Regions from separate parts of the Mus musculus genome. Here regions 2 and 3 are each linked to region 1. The links are chromatin contacts, called in public HiChIP or PLAC-seq and capture Hi-C maps. All regions are on one chromosome and are shown on one strand. Each heading gives the region's core, a stretch centred on a gene start, on an enhancer-like site or on the middle of the called end of the contact. The rest is flanking DNA. Distances are from core to core; before and after follow the strand shown.

The links. HiChIP or PLAC-seq counts read pairs in DNA pulled down with a chosen protein or histone mark. Capture Hi-C pulls out chosen DNA fragments and counts their contacts.
Region 2: a capture Hi-C map of embryonic stem cells shows a contact between it and region 1, with 3 times the contacts expected there. The contact joins two enhancer-like sites. A contact is called at or near these places in 1 of 115 datasets of contacts at active chromatin or transcription factors (pancreatic cancer cells) and 1 of 9 other capture datasets (embryonic stem cells).
Region 3: an H3K27ac HiChIP or PLAC-seq map of double positive thymocytes shows a contact between it and region 1, with 6 read pairs. The contact joins two enhancer-like sites. A contact is called at or near these places in 5 of 39 promoter capture datasets (the HPC-7 cell line, macrophages, neutrophils and 2 more), 1 of 115 datasets of contacts at active chromatin or transcription factors (double positive thymocytes) and 2 of 9 other capture datasets (adipose tissue and pancreatic islet).

Annotation. Positions count from the first base shown.
Region 1 is chr11:60,332,346-60,337,346 of GRCm38.p6, forward strand. The region is part of intron 1 of Tom1l2 (target of myb1-like 2 (chicken)); the gene reads right to left. Among named protein-coding and RNA genes, the nearest start is that of Tom1l2, 18 kb to the right of the region's middle. Within about 2 kb of position 2,071, at least 49 of the 459 cell types and tissues checked have an H3K27ac peak or open chromatin away from gene starts, as enhancers often do. A contact at or near this core is called in double positive thymocytes and embryonic stem cells, where this site is marked.
Region 2 is chr11:59,892,100-59,897,100 of GRCm38.p6, forward strand. No RefSeq gene overlaps it. Among named protein-coding and RNA genes, the nearest start is that of 1810063I02Rik, 27 kb to the right of the region's middle. Within about 2 kb of position 2,577, at least 33 of the 459 cell types and tissues checked have an H3K27ac peak or open chromatin away from gene starts, as enhancers often do. A contact at or near this core is called in embryonic stem cells, where this site is marked.
Region 3 is chr11:60,030,321-60,035,321 of GRCm38.p6, forward strand. Pemt (phosphatidylethanolamine N-methyltransferase) reads right to left here. Exons shown (of 7, transcript NM_008819.3): 2 at 1,393-1,500. The coding sequence starts at 1,485. Among named protein-coding and RNA genes, the nearest start is that of Pemt, 4.2 kb to the right of the region's middle. Within about 2 kb of position 2,406, at least 54 of the 459 cell types and tissues checked have an H3K27ac peak or open chromatin away from gene starts, as enhancers often do. A contact at or near this core is called in double positive thymocytes, where this site is marked.

The DNA.
Region 1 (5,001 bases), core at 821-3,320:
GGGAAAGGTTTTTTTTTGTTGTTGTTGTTGTTTTGTTTCGTTTTGGTTTTGTTTTTTTGAGAAAGGGTTTCTCTGTCTAGCCCTGACTGTCCTGGAACTCACTCTGTAGACCAGGCTGGCCTCGAACTCAGAAATCTGCCTGCCTCTGCCTCCCAAGTACTGGGATTAAAGGCATGAGCCACCACACCCGGCTTGTGGGGAAAGATTTTAAAAAGCTTCTGGAAATGATGGTTGTGGCCGCTGCACAAGGACATTAAATGTGAATGTACTTTGAATGTATGTACCATTGAATTCTATACTTAACATGTGGTGGTGGTGACAAATATTGTATTATTTGCATGTATACTTTGCCAAAATAAAACCACAAGTCTAAAGAGTTGCTCTGTGCACTGGCATGAGACTCAGTAAAACACAGTTGATTTTTAGTGATCTTTCTAAAAGGTGCTGGAGATGGTCTCCCTTGACACTTTCTCAGCCGTGAGGGAACAGAGGACCACAATTCCCAAAAAGCAACTGACTACTTCTTTGGGAAGGGAGTTCTTGCTTCACCTGGGTCCTGACCCAAGATAAAACCTGTGCTAGGTAGTATGCATATAGATGGGCAAACCAGTCCACACCGGATCTCGATGTCCTTCCCCAGATACAACTCCTCAGGAAGCCAGGGGAGGGAGATGACACCCCCAGCAGGCTGTGCTGTGGGCCACACTGGGCTTCAATCCTGCTGGGGTTTTTGATTCTGAGAAAGTCATGAAAGAGGTAAAATTACACAGCCCACTTTTAGGACCATGTCCTTAAAACTCCCAGAGAGAAAGCTGCAAAACAAGAAATAGTCTTGGTTCCAAACACATAAGCTGTGTGCCGGAGCCTAAAGCCCACTGAGCAGTGCAGTGAGAGCCAGCTTCCTCCAATACCCAGAGGGATAAACATGATTCGTCCCTTCCTCCCACCAGTACACTGTCAGGGTACATCCCTATTCCTCCTCTCTGACATATTTTCCACATAGAAAACAGGAAGCTTGTATGTATACTGACACCTAGAGAGGCCACTCAACCCAATACCAGAACCAAAGGCTAATAATGACCACACTTAAATAGTCAAATATCTATCAAATACATATGAAATGCCATACCACTGCAGATTAGGAATTGTTGTCAGCATAAGGTCCTAAAGTAGACCAGGAAGGGATTATGGATCTAAAACACAAGCAAGTGAGACCACTGCACAGGAGCCATAACACGCTACACACAGCCAGGGAGAGCACAAGAACAGCACAGCGCATGCACAGCGCCTGCAAGGAAGAGACAGGCAGGAGCCCAGCCAGGGAGGGCCTCCTACACCAGCAGCATTTATAAGCCGTTCAGGAGAGGGAGAATCCCAGGAAGTTCCCAACAGGTTTGTCCCACATATGGGGCATACAATATAGAAAGGGAAGGAGAACAGGGAAAGAGGCCAGCTAAGAGCAACTGGTCAGGCAGACCAGGGCTAGACCAAGTCAGCGAAGGCAAAAACCAGGGTGAAACCAATGTTATGGACTCTGAAGACAAACAAACATAAGACGCAACCACCAGCAGTGAAGCCCACAGACACACTGAGCCTGAGTTCAGCAAGGCTCTCCACCTCCTCGATTCCCTTCTGACACTGCTCACCTGTGGAGCCGTCTGTCCTATGTACATAGGAAACTGAGAGGAGTGCGTCCCAAGGACACCATTTTAGAAACATGCCATTGCAAGTGACATTTTCGGGTGTCAGAGTTAGTCTTCTCTGCTGGCAGACTGAATGTGCCCAGCTGACAAGAGAGACTGTGACACCAACAATTATAGAAACAAATTCAACCTAGAATCTGGAAACCAAACTGTTGTTTCCATCTCGTCCAGCACATTCAGCAGACAATATGGTGGGCCCCTGGCAGAGGGCCCTCACTTCTCAACCCTAGCAGCTCAGGGAGACTGGAAGGAAGCCAAACTTCATGACCTTTCAGAGTAGCAAGTGGTGAAAATACCATACAGGTATAGGGTTTCTCAGGGCAAAAAGACAGCACAAAAGAGCACACGTCATGTGACTCCACTCAGCTGCACCTCACCTCCAGAGACAGACAAGATCAGCGGCTGCCTCTGCAGGTGTGCTGACAGGAAGCCTGCCCTGAACAGCATCAAAACAAAACCCAACCAGCCTTGTGTGAGGTTGACTGTCCACATCTTGGCAGGGTGCAGACTACAAACATACACATTTGTCAAGAATGCATCAACTAAGATTTGTACATTGTATTTCCTATAGGAAAAACATAAGGCCCCATCTCAAAAAACCAAAAAGGAAAACCATATCTCAATGAAAACATCAGAAAGCAAATATACAATATTTGTTATACATATAACATATACAAATAAATTTACTATAATCATAACTGTAAGTAAATGTATGAAGTATATGTATAAATGTATAAATATATACACACATATAAATTGGATTCTTAAGACTACCCCTATGGAGGGGTAAAAGTTTCGAGACAAACTGAAAGTCACCTTTTTTTTGCTGTTTGTTTGTTTGGTTTGGTTTAGTTTGGTTTGGTTTGGTTTTTTTTTAGTTTTTCGAGACAGGGTTTCTCTGTGTAGCCCTGGCTGTCCTGGAACTCACTTTGTAGACCAGGCTGGCCTCGAACTCAGAAATCCGCCTGCCTCTGCCTCCCAAGTGCTGAGATTAAAGGCGTGCGCCACCACCGCCTGGCACTGAAAGTCATCTTTTGTCTTATAAAATTTATCCTTACATTGCAGGACTGGGAATGAACCTGAAGAACCTGTAATTCAAATACATAAACAAGTAGGACACGACCTACTCAACATCACACAGAAAAGCAGTTTCAGAGTGCTGACCAATCTCGGATGTCCTAGGTCCTCATTTGAGACGTATTTCTCTGTTTCAAATGAGTACCAGGGGCTGGAGGAATGGCCTAGTGGTTAAGAGCACTGACTGCTCTCCCAGAGGTCTGAGTTCAATTCCCAGCAACCACATGGTAGCTCACAACCTTCTGTAATGGAATCTGATGCTCTCTTCTGGTGTGTCTGAAGATAGTGACAACGTACACACATACATGAAATACATAAATAAATCTCAAAAAGAGAGAGAGAGAAAGAGAGAGAACTGGAGAGATGGCTCAGTGCTTAAGGGCACCAAGTGCTCTTCCGAAGGTCCTGAGTTCAAATCCCAGCAACCACATGGTGGCTCACAACTATCTGTAATGGGATCTGATGCCATCTTCTGGTGTGTCTGAAGACAACTACAGTGTACTTACATATAATAAATAAATAAATCTTTAAAAAAGAAAAAGAAGGAAGGAAGGAAGAAATGAATGCCAGAAAAAGCCAAGAAAACAGAAGCTAAAGGTAGTTTTAGGGACCAGTTTCATTTAAGCATCAAACCCGGAGTTAAGCCAAACTGTTCTTCCTACCAAGCAATCTGAATCAGGAGATTAACTTTCAAACAATAAAAGTATTTACCTCCGTGAGTGAGTCAAGAGCCCTTCTACTAAATGGCATCTGGACACTGCCTCATTGAGCCTCTCTACCATAACAAGTAGCCAAAAGAAATGACTGACAAGAAACTGTGGGTAAATAGAAAGCCCCGTGGGTGGGTGTCATGAAACTGACTCAGTGTGGGACTTGGGAAAGCTCCCACCAAGGCAGGAGAAGCACATGTTGCCTTTGTTCAGATTCCTGGCACAAACTGGAGTGGCTTCTTTTGCTTTGCATTTTCTTTGTGGGAGGGAGTTTTGTTTTGTTTTCTGAGACAGGGTCTTTCTGTGTAGCCCCAGTTGTCTGGAACTCACTAGGTAGACCAGGCTAGCCCCTGAACTCAGAAATCTGACTGCCTCGACTTCCAAGTGCTGGAATTAAAAGCATGTGCCACCATGTCCAGCCTGGATGAGATTACAGGCAGTGGGGGACCCTGAGATAGCTTCAGCAGGAGAGCTAATTGCCACAAAAACCAAGGCAGGTTCAAAAGGTTGGAACTTTCAGTCCATAACAACCCCACCCCATGGAAGGGTGTGGCTCTGAAGCTGAGCAAGCCAGGGACAATGATGTGTAACCAACCATGGCTACCCTGCTGATGCCTCCATAGACCCTGACGGATGGGCTGTAAGAGCCCAGACTGGAGCATGTAGACATACAGGGAGATGTGGACACAGAGGCCTCGGGCTCATCCTCCTTTTCCTGTCCACGCACTGTTTCACTTGGCTGTTCGTGGGCTGAATCCTTTGCATCAGGGTGAGCAGAGAGCAAGCTGAGGTCTATAAGCTGCTGTGGCTATCAAGCAGGAAGAAGGTGTCATAAGAGTTCCCACCTCAGAACTGGCTACTCAGAAGCACAGGGGCAGTGACCAAGGCTCATTGATGCACGAAGAAGGATAGTTGTATAGGAGTCAACCCCTACCCAACGGGGTCTGCACCCACTCCAAGCGGTGGTAGAACTGAGCAGAGTCATAGGACTCCCGGTTGGTATCAGGGGTAGTTTTCACATTTTGGTGTCAGAAGTGTTTGTGAGGGTAAAAACAGCATAGACCTACCCTCTCTGGGTCTGTTTCCCCTATATAAATGAGAGAGACCACAGGAAGCCGGGGCTCCTTTATCTGGAACCCTATGATTGTTTGAGTTGCTGGTCTAGGAATTTCCAAAGTTGGGGCTGGAGGGGTGGTTCAGTGGTTATGATCACTTGCTCTCAAAGGACACACACGGTAGCTCAACCACCTGTAACTCCAGGTCCAGGGGATTGATGCCCTTCTCTGACCTCAGCAGGCTCCTGGTATGCCTGTGGTGCATACACACACATGCAAGCAAAACACTCATACACATGAAGTAGGAAGTGGAGAAGAGGAAGAAGAGGAGGAAGAGGGAGAAGAGGAGGAGGAGGAGAGGTGGAAGAGGAATCATTTCGGAAGTTAACCTAAGAATCTGATTCTCTCTCTGGAAGGCACTAGCAAATTCAGCTTTCAAATTCCCCAGCAATACAA
Region 2 (5,001 bases), core at 1,327-3,826, 440 kb before region 1:
CTGCTGCTCCCGCTGCCCGGAGAGCTGCTTACCCTGCTGGCTGAGGGCTGATGACTCTCACTGCCCGGGGCAGCTAGCGTTAGTTACTTTGTTTCATGATTTCTATGAGATGAACAGAAGAAATTTCAGCCAACTGCCAATAATCCCCCTCCCTTGCTCTGTCCTTTCTCTCCCTCTGTTCGAGGGAGTCATGTTAGATCTGAGGTCGATGACTCCTCATAGAAGTCCGGATGCCAAGAAACATTATTTGGTACACCTGCCCAGAGTGACCTCCCACAGAGCAGTGTGGCTGCCCTGATGAACCCTGTGCTTGGTGGCAGCAGAGTTTCCAAGGAAGTAACTAACAGAGAGAGGCCAAAGGGAAGTCATATCCTGGTTTCCTTGTGGTAGTAGAGGCCCAGGCAAATGGGAAAACAGCCGGTGGGGAGATCCAGACTCCCCAGGAGCCAGACCCTCCCTCAGCAGGCGTCAGCTGAGAGTGGATGTCAGATCAGTTCCTCATCATCCCAGCTGACTCACTGGCTGTAACGGCTATGCCTCCAAGAGGCTATTTGCCTGGGGCACTAGAAACTCATTGTCTCAAGTTTGATTTTTGTTTGACCGACTGAGATGGCTCTTGGTTGTCAACTTGACTATTTCTGGAATGAACTACAGTCCAGAAGTGGAGGGCTCACCTGTGATCTGGGTCTGAGGTAGGAAGACACATGCCTTTAAGCCAGATCCTGAGGCGGAAAGGGCTGCACCTTCTGCTGGAAGCCTATATAAGGTCATGGAAGAAGGACTTTTTTTTTGGTTTGGTTGGTTGGTTTTGTTTTGTTTTTCTTTGACTGCTTGCCCTTGCCTTACTAGCACATCCATTCCTTTATTGGCATTGGAGCCTATTTCTTCAGGTTTCCAGTACAGAAGCCCAGATGAGATGCCCAGACTCGCAGGACTGAGAAACTGCTAGATTCTTGGACTTCATGGCTAGTCATTGCTGGCTTCGTTAGACTGCAGCCTGTAAATCATTCCAATAAATTTCATATAGATGGGGGGGGGGTGAGATGAGATTCATTCCATAAGTTCTGTGACTCTAGAGAACCCTAATACAAAATCTTTGCCCATCTGTCTACAACAAAACCACTATTCAAATCCACCCTCCTATTGCCCCACCCTCCCATTGTCCCTGGGAATGTCTGATTCCCAGAACTGGGGTTGTTGCTGGGTAAAGGTGCAGCCGCTCCTCTCAGGAGCCCAGAAAGTCTCTCTGGTTTTGGACCACACAGGGGGAGGATGTTCATGGAATCTCAAGGAGGCTGCAGAACCTGAACCCGAGTGTCACAGTCTGAATATCTGTAAGAAGAAGGCGTGTAGCTGAGCCAGGAGCCAGGGCCACAGAGACGGGGAGGAGAGAGTCGCAAATCCAGAGAGGACAAAGCCTGAAGAATCCTGAGTGGCTTTTGGTGGGGAAGTACTCTCTGTTGACTGTGAAGTCCTACAGCACAGGCCACGCCCACTCCGTGTGAGGGGAGGAGCCAAGGGCCCCTGCTGAGCTGCATCCTAGCCCCGGGTCTAGGTTTTACTATTCCACTCCATCAGGTATCTTGGACAAATGGCTCCATCCAGGCACACAGGGAAGATCCAATCTCAAGTGTTACATTGAATCGTTATAATAACCTAGAAGAATGTTGTGTCGGAACAGTACAGGAACCACCCTGAAGCTGATTCTGCCAGCCAAATCAGAGATGCTGTGAGCATATAGACAAACGGTGGTAACTTCCAATTATAACCTGCCCACGGAGAGAGAAGTGCAAGGCTTTGCAGACGGAATCGAGGAATGAATATTGAACTGTGATGAGCAATGGAACATTACATCATCCCCAGGACCTTTCCCCCATATATTCGTTCACAACAAAAGGAAAGGGGATGATTTCCGTGGAAGGAGGCTGCAGACACATCTAATCAAGCACACCCCTCCCCTCCCCCAACCCCAACCACTCTTCTCCACCTTCATTCTCCTGGGCTGGGACTTTGCCCACCTCCCCTTTCTACCCACTGAAACCCTGACCATGACTTGGCACCTGGCTCTCAGTCTACATGTTTCACGACCTCCCCATCACTCCATCCAATGTGGCTTAGAACCATATTCTATTTATTCAGCTAAGGCTATTATGCTCCTGATATCCGGAGGAGGAGGAGGGTAACACTGGGGACCCAGCAGTATCAGTTAGGGACTCTCCAAGGTGCCAGGGACAGTGGGTTTGTAATCTTTCAGAAGAGAAACCGCCTGGCTCTTGTGGGAGGCTGGTGCTGAGGTCAGGTGTGATGGAGATATTTCAGGTAGGTGTGGCAAGTTGATTGTTCAGAGCAATCCCAGGGTCTGCATGTCACCAAACACTCCCCTAGAAGCCAAGCAGTGCTTGGTGGCCCAGGAAGCCAGTCTGCACCCTTGTCTGCTGTGTGACTTTGAGCTTCTACTTTAGGTTTTTACGGTCAGGGGAGGGGCTGGGTTGGACAATGTAGGTAAAACTGAGCCCTAAATTCCACCTCTGGGAGGGAGTACAATCAGAGAGTCAAATTAGAAGCTTGTCAGAGTCAAAGAGCTTGAGAGCCAGGTCAAAGGGCAGATTAGAAGCAGGCAGACAGTGGCCCTAGCTGCCCCTGGGCTGTAGGTAAATTCCCCAATTCATTCTCTCTCTCTCTCTTTCTCTCTCTCCCCCCCCCCCCGCCCTCTTGTGTGTGTGTGTGCAAGCGCTCCTGCACGCGCTCATGGAGGAATGCATTTGTGAACTCCAGTGACTCATTCACACACAGCAGACCACACTCCAGAAGGAATGTAGGGTACTCATTCCCTTTGTCCTGTCCATCTCTGTCTTTTTTTAAACAAACAAACAAACAAACAAACAAACATGTGTTTACTTATTTGTATGTGGTACACCACCTCCCCCCCCCCCCCCACACACACACACCAGTCTATGAATGTGGAAGTCAGAGGCAATTTGACATTTAGTACTTTGTTGACATCACGTGGGTCCTGGCCATTGATCCTATCTTAGGGCTTGGCAGCAGACACCTTCACTTGATAAGCCGTCTCACTGGTAGGCACCCTTTACGGGAGGAGACGGCAGGGAGCAGACATGGGAGCACTACCTATGGAGCTGATGTTTTTAGACAAACAGCAAATGTCTAAGCATGTCGGAGCAGCGCAGAGCATCTGGGGGTCCTGCTTGGAAGCAGAGCTGCCGCTGAGAAGGAGAGCCAGTGAAGCCAGGCTGAGGGGCTGCCGGTGGAAAAGACCTGAGGGAAAAGATATTTGCATCAAGTGGTTGACTGATTTTTTATTTTAGAGCAAACGTTGTCTGAGCAGAAGCCAAACCTACTGAACTGGGAAGCAGACGTCAGCATCTCAGCACCGCAGCCTCGCTTTCATCATGGAAACCTTGAAGGAGCTCAGAGTAGGGGGAGCAGCTGGCTTCACTCAGTTGCAGTGACTGTCACGCTCCCACTAATCTTGCTTCATGTGGATTCTCACCGGCTGACTCCCCACCTCACAGGCACTAGGCAAGTTTTCTACCACTGAGCCACACCCCAAGCCCACAAAAGCAGCCTGGCAGTTTCACCAAACAGTAGCATCTATGGATCAAGAAGTGTCCAATTCCAGACCCTAGGGCTCCAGAGGGACGCCGAGGCTGGGGTGCTGTGGGGAGGAGCTCCCAGCCCTTCTGGGGGTCCAGTGGGAGAGGACTGCTCTCAAGCTCCTGCCTGACTTGGCCCCTTGTTGGGTGGTGGCTAGAAGCCTCACTCACATGCTTGCCAAATGACCTCACCAGAGAGCCAACCCTTTTAGCCACCCAGTGAGGGTACAGGGTCCGGGCCACCCACATGTGATGGGAGTTACAGTCTCCCAGTCTCCCATAGCTGTGTCTTGGAAGGGAATCTGCCATCTTTGTGCAATTCTGTTTACTGGAAGCAAGTCACTAGGTGTGGGCCTACATGGGAGAGAGTGAACAAGGATAGGCACCAGGATGTAGATCCCCTGGAAGCAGTTCTAGAGATTGCATACATGTGTAGCCTAAAGTCAGCTTGTGGGCACAGGCCTGTGGGGCAAAGTTTGGCACAACCTTCTATAAGACAGAGGCTTTTGAATACCTTTTAGTTAGCCTTGATTCTGCCCAACTCATTTGTATCAGTGATATCCCCGCCTGGCCCACACATCCTTCTATATTCGGAAGGCCCTGTCTGGACCTTAGGGGAACCTATATCCTCAGGGCAGCCTCTACCCATGGGAGTGGGTGTGCCTAAGCCCTGCCTCTGTCTTCTTACTCTGTATGGTTCTTTACAGGACCTTGGAGATGTGTGAGCTGCGGGTACCAGAGCAGTGACCAGCTTCCAATGCGACCCTCGACAGGTCTCACTCCTGGTTGTCACTGCCCATACTGGATCAGGCCAGTCTGTTCATCCAGGGGGGAGGAGGGTGGGGGTGAAGGCTGGGATTCCTGAGGTAGTAAGGTGCTGTAGGGTGCCCTTCTAGCTTGTGTGTCCCTCACTCTGAAGAGCCAGCTGCCACACACCCTGAGGATGCTCAGCCTTCAGGAGGTCGTGAGGCCTCCTGCTGGTGACCCCACGAGTGAATAGGGGGGTCTTCAGGTGTCAGTGCTCTCCACTAGACTAGCTGCTGCCTCAGTAATACCAAGCCAGAACCCCTCCAGGTCCTACCTCAAGAGACAACCACAGGGTAACTTTCATTGAGATAATAGCAGAACATTTTCCTTTGGCCGAGAGCACCCCCAAACCAAATGGTCCGTGCCCTCTGCCTAGCATTTCTTTTGGGGAACCAGAGCCACCATCTCTGACAGTATACTACTCAGTGTTCTCTCACTGAACCAAACAACTGACATGGAGGAGAGACCGGCTTGGGCTCAAGCCACAGAGCCTGTTGTCTGTGGGGCCTGTGGTGAGATAGCACAAGCCGTAGGGGCACACAGCGGAGGGAGCTGGGGAGCTGCTCACTTCCTAGCAGCC
Region 3 (5,001 bases), core at 1,156-3,655, 300 kb before region 1:
CATTTTTCTCATTCCAAACCGAGCATGAAGAGCTCACTCGTTCTTCCACTAATGACTAGACGTCTTTCCAAGGAACAATGCTTTTCAAAACGAGGTAAACCAAAATCGTATGACCACAAAAAATAAAAAGGAACCGCTTATGATAAACGCACAGACACTCGGCTCTCGTCTATTTGGGCTGTTGGGGCTGTTCCTGTGGATGAAACGCAGCTTCAAAATTAAGTGGGCAGAAACATATTGCTTCAAGGGTCAGTGGGAGATGAACAAAGGGAACTCAGACAAAGTACTCCCAATGCCCACTGCACTTGGCCAGCGGCTCTCCCTGTGCTCAGGCCACACTCTGGCAAATGCTAATCAGCCTAGGCCTCCTGGAAGAGAGAACACAGGCTCCATCCAGCTATGTAGTCCAGCAGCTTCCTGCAGGAGAGCCCTGTGCACACCACATCTAACGGAGAGTGAGTTAGGAGTGAGGTGTCTCCTGGCCAGGCCAGAAGCTTCTTTAGTGCCCTGGACTAGCTTCCTCTGGCTCCTTTAAAGCATCAGAAACATTCTCACATGGCTTGAGATCAGTGTTTGTCCCCTAGAGTGTCCTGCAGCCTGGCAGGCTGGCTCCTAGGCGTAGGACAGGTTAAGGGCACAGAGCACCATGTGTCTAGCTTTGCCAGAAGAAGGCTGTCAGGAAACCAGGGCCAGCACTGGCACACTCTAGCAGTACACTCCAAGGCCGTGGTTTCTCAGGAGCAAGGAGGTCACAGTGGTCTTGTCTGTCCTCTGTACCCCTGCCAGGAGCCCCCTCCTCAGAAGGTCCAGTATGTTCAGAACTGTAGGGACAAAACATTCAGAAGGTGGTGGCTCTGTGCCAAGCATCCCTGCCCTCACCCACCAGGTGGAAAAAAGGCCTAAGCCATAAACTAGAGAAAAAGAATACAGTGTTCCGCCCTGGTACAGCTGGACTGACAGTAGTCTAGGATCAGTGTGCTGATGCCACCAAGCACAGCCTTCTACAGACTAGCTCCCGGGCAATCACAGGATACCCCAGGCTCTGCCTCAGTGAGCACTCAGGCCTCCATTTCCACTAGTCCTTGTGTCATAAGCTCCCAGACAGCTCAGGCCCCCTAGTGAGAAGGTCGGCAACAGGTGGGAGGCCTCCCCCATGCAATACCCTAGGTCACCTTGACACCGGTCCCTTGGCCTCCACGAAAGTGAGAGTCTCCCCTCGTTCAGTGTGCACTCACTGAGTGCCACCCTGAGAGGGAAGAAGGGAAGAGGATGGTGACAGGCATGGTGGGAAGGCACTAGCCCACTGTCCGTGTGTCTGGCTTATGGTAGCAGTGATCCCACCGCACCAGCCTCAGCAGCTAGCCATTGTGGTGTGAGCGCAATGGTACTCACCACATTCCAGAAGAGTGGGTTGAACACAATGGTGATCACAGCCGCCACAAAGCTGGGCTCTGTGGGGTCCATGTAACCCAGCAGCCAGCTCATAACGAAGAGATCAGCCTGCAAGGACAGAGCTGCCATCAGCGGGAGGCCTATCTAGCAACACCCAGAAGCTGCCAGGACCTGTGAGCCCCCAGGATGCAAAGACTCCTGGGAAGATAAGGGAAGCTTGGGATATCCAAGTCCAGACACAGTCACTGCACTTAAGTCTCATAAAACAGAAGATAAAAGGCTAAAAAACTAGTCAGCCGTGTCAACTGTCATGAGAGTGCTAGGCTAATGGTTGCGGAGGTGCTCATGGGCACTGTATGCAGAGATCTGTGGCTCTGAAGACAAGATCCCAAGAAAGGAGTGACATTAACCCTGGGTGTGATTGATTTCCTCTTGGATGAGGGTTCTCAAGAGACTCGAGGAAAACTCAGGTGGCCAAAATACACAGGAAGAGAAGGTTGGCCTCGGGAGACAGCAGGAAGAGCCAGTGACCACAGGTAATGGCCACTTCTTCCAGAGCCTCAGGGGGAACAGCATGACTGCAACTGTGCAAGGGAGTGATTCTACACACAGCATGAAGAGAGCAGACTACACCACTCCCTCCAGCTCACACTGGCAATAGCCGGAGGTCACACAGACAACCCAGGGCTACAAATACGGCTCAGTGGAAGAGCAGTTGCCTACTATGTACAAAACCTTAGATTCTATCCCCAATACCACCACCAAAACAAAACCACAAGATCAACCGAGGTGTATGGTATGGCCCATATGTGAAGACCTTAAATCACCAAATTAAACAGCTCCATTTACACATAAAAGCCCTGAAGTGCTTGACATTCGGGGTGAGTTGCCAGTGCTGTGCTGTGCTCTGCTCTGCTATGCATTCTACAATGCCTCGCAGGCCTAGATCCTGGCTTCCACCCAGTGGAGGGTGGCAACTCCTCCCCACTGAAGCAACCAGAGATGTCTCCAAATGTAAAGTAGAAACAAACTCTCTGAGTGGGAGGGAGTACTGCCCACAGGAGAGAGGAACAGCCAGTCACTTCCTGCACCACCTTCTTTCTTCAGGCAGTGAGTTTTGGTGCCAGGTGGTGAATATTGCTGGGCCCTTGTGCTCTTCTCTAAACATCTCCAGTTTCCAGTTTAGGAAGGATCTTGAAGGCCCAGAGCACTGATAAATTGTATTGTCTCCCCCACATGCAACTGAAATAAAAGTGGCACTAAATTGTAAATAAGGCTTCGTGCACCAGGCCTGTGGCCTCTCTCAGACTCTGCTCTCTCTCATGCATGCTTTGCTGTTTCATTTCAAAGCGTGCTTCCGCCCACCCCCCTCCTCCACATTAGAGGGAGGCAAGGAAATAATGTTCTACATTTGCTAGTATGCCACACACAGAGACCCACCCAGGGTTGCCCATCCCTGGAGAGAAAGCAGTAGATTTTACCCATGTTCTTACAACACCCAGTAACCACCTCCTGGGAAGGCTCAGCCAGCAGCCAGTCAGCCCAAATTGCCCAGTGTGACACAGGGGATACTGGAAAATCACTAGGCATGGAAGGTCTTCCACTGTGGCCTCCCTGCCCAATCGGACCACATTTCTCACCAGGATATGGGATCAAGGGCAGGCTAAGCATTTGCTAAATACTCAAACCCAGTATTCAGCCACCCATATCCACAAGGGATATACCAAGACCCCTACAGATGCCTACAGTGCAGCTAGCACCAAAAACTACATGTATTATACTGTTGCTGTTCTAATATACATGCATCTCCAATAGAAATTTTGCAAACCAGGCACATCAAGAGGTTAACAATAACTACTCATTAACTAGAACCAGAGCTGGGCGTGGTGACACACACCTGGGATCCCAGAACTCAGAAGGCAGAGGCAGGCTGATCTCTATGAGCAAGTCTGGTCTATGGGCTGTCTAACGTAGTGACTTCCAGGTCAGCCAAGGTTACAAAGTGAGACTGTCTCAAAAAACAAAAGCAAGAGAGGGACTGGAGGATGAAACTAAAACAGACTGAGATAAGTGGTGTAAATTCTCCCTCCCTCTCTCCTCTGCTCCACTCACTGTCCTGCTGTGGAGCCCTCAGCTGCAGGCTACAGGTGTGAGATCGTCTTGCTCAGCAGAGAACAAGCCATTGGGGGTGCCCTAGTGTGGGAGCAGGGACGTGAAGCACCTCAAGTTCACCAGGGTATTGATAAATGAATGACAGAGAACTTGCTGGGAACCCAGGGAGAATGAGCCTGAGGGCACAGCCTCATCCCAGGCTGCTGACGGCTCAAGAACACACAGGGGATACATCAGGCAAACCTGAGCCCCTGGACAAAGTCTCAGGAAGCCCTGGATGTGATCAGGGCCTCTTGGCACAAGTTTGGGCTGCGGGAAGTAAGGTCGTGTGCTCCTAGGGCACACAGCACTCGGGCAGGAGGAAGCCACTGGATCGACCCTTAAAAGAGACCATGTGCCTTACAGGAAAAGGAGGGGACTGCAGCTGTGTAGCCCTAAAGCCCAACAAGACAGCCAGTCTTTCTTCCCTTTGAAGACAGGTATTAAGCATTCCTGATCACAAGGCCCTGAGCTGGGGGTGGCCGGGGCTGCAGGAAAAGGAGAGAGGAAGCTGGCCTAGGCACAAGAGTCCTGACTTGGCCTGACCACTGCCAGAGCATGCTGCTCTTACTTCTGCCAGCTGGACCACATACCCTTACCCAGCAGGAAGTCCCTACGCATCCCAACCCCTCCACTGCAGCCTCCCGCCACACCCTTGCCTCATTCTGTCTAGTCAGTTCTGAGATTCCTTACATAACCACTTCGTCCATTTCCTACCCTCACCATCGCTGTTCTAAAGGCTCCCCCAGGGCACAGCAAAGGACCTTCATGAGCCCCTATGTTCCGCTTCCCTTCTGAGCCCTCCTAATGGCAGCTGGAACCCTGCTGGTCACCCTCACTCATACCTCCTCACCGACATTTGGCTCACTCAGCATAGCACGTCAGCAGGTGGGCCCCATCCCTCCCCACAGACTGGACCTTTTTACAGCCTCCCTACCCATCCCTTCACAAAGGTTCTGTGCATGCTGGGAATATCATCTGTCCCTCTACACAGAACAAATTCCTGCACATCCCTCAAGACCCAAATGGAACAGCCCTCACTTCTGACCAAGGCACTCTATGGGATTCCTCGAGTTCAGCCTTTGTGATCATCTGATCACTGTCCCTGTCTTCAGCTACTCCGCAGAAGGACCACGTTTTCATTGATCTTTGTGTCTCCATTTCTGACTGCCAAGGCTGGCAGAAAGTAAATATTTGCTAAGTGAACAGAAGCCCTTCTTTCATCATCAATAAAATTTGAAGGCTAATGGTCATCTCCAGGGCGCTCAGTGGCTGAGCCACCGTGTGGCCTCCTCCAGTCTGGCTTTGGAAAGAGACAAGAAATTGCCAAAGCAGCCCCTGGAGGGAGTTTTGCAAGCCACAGGACAACTGGGCAGCCAACATGACTAACAGGCCCCTCTGGACCTAGAGGCATGGCTTCTCGTAAGACCACAAGACCTGGAATCACCAGCTACCCAG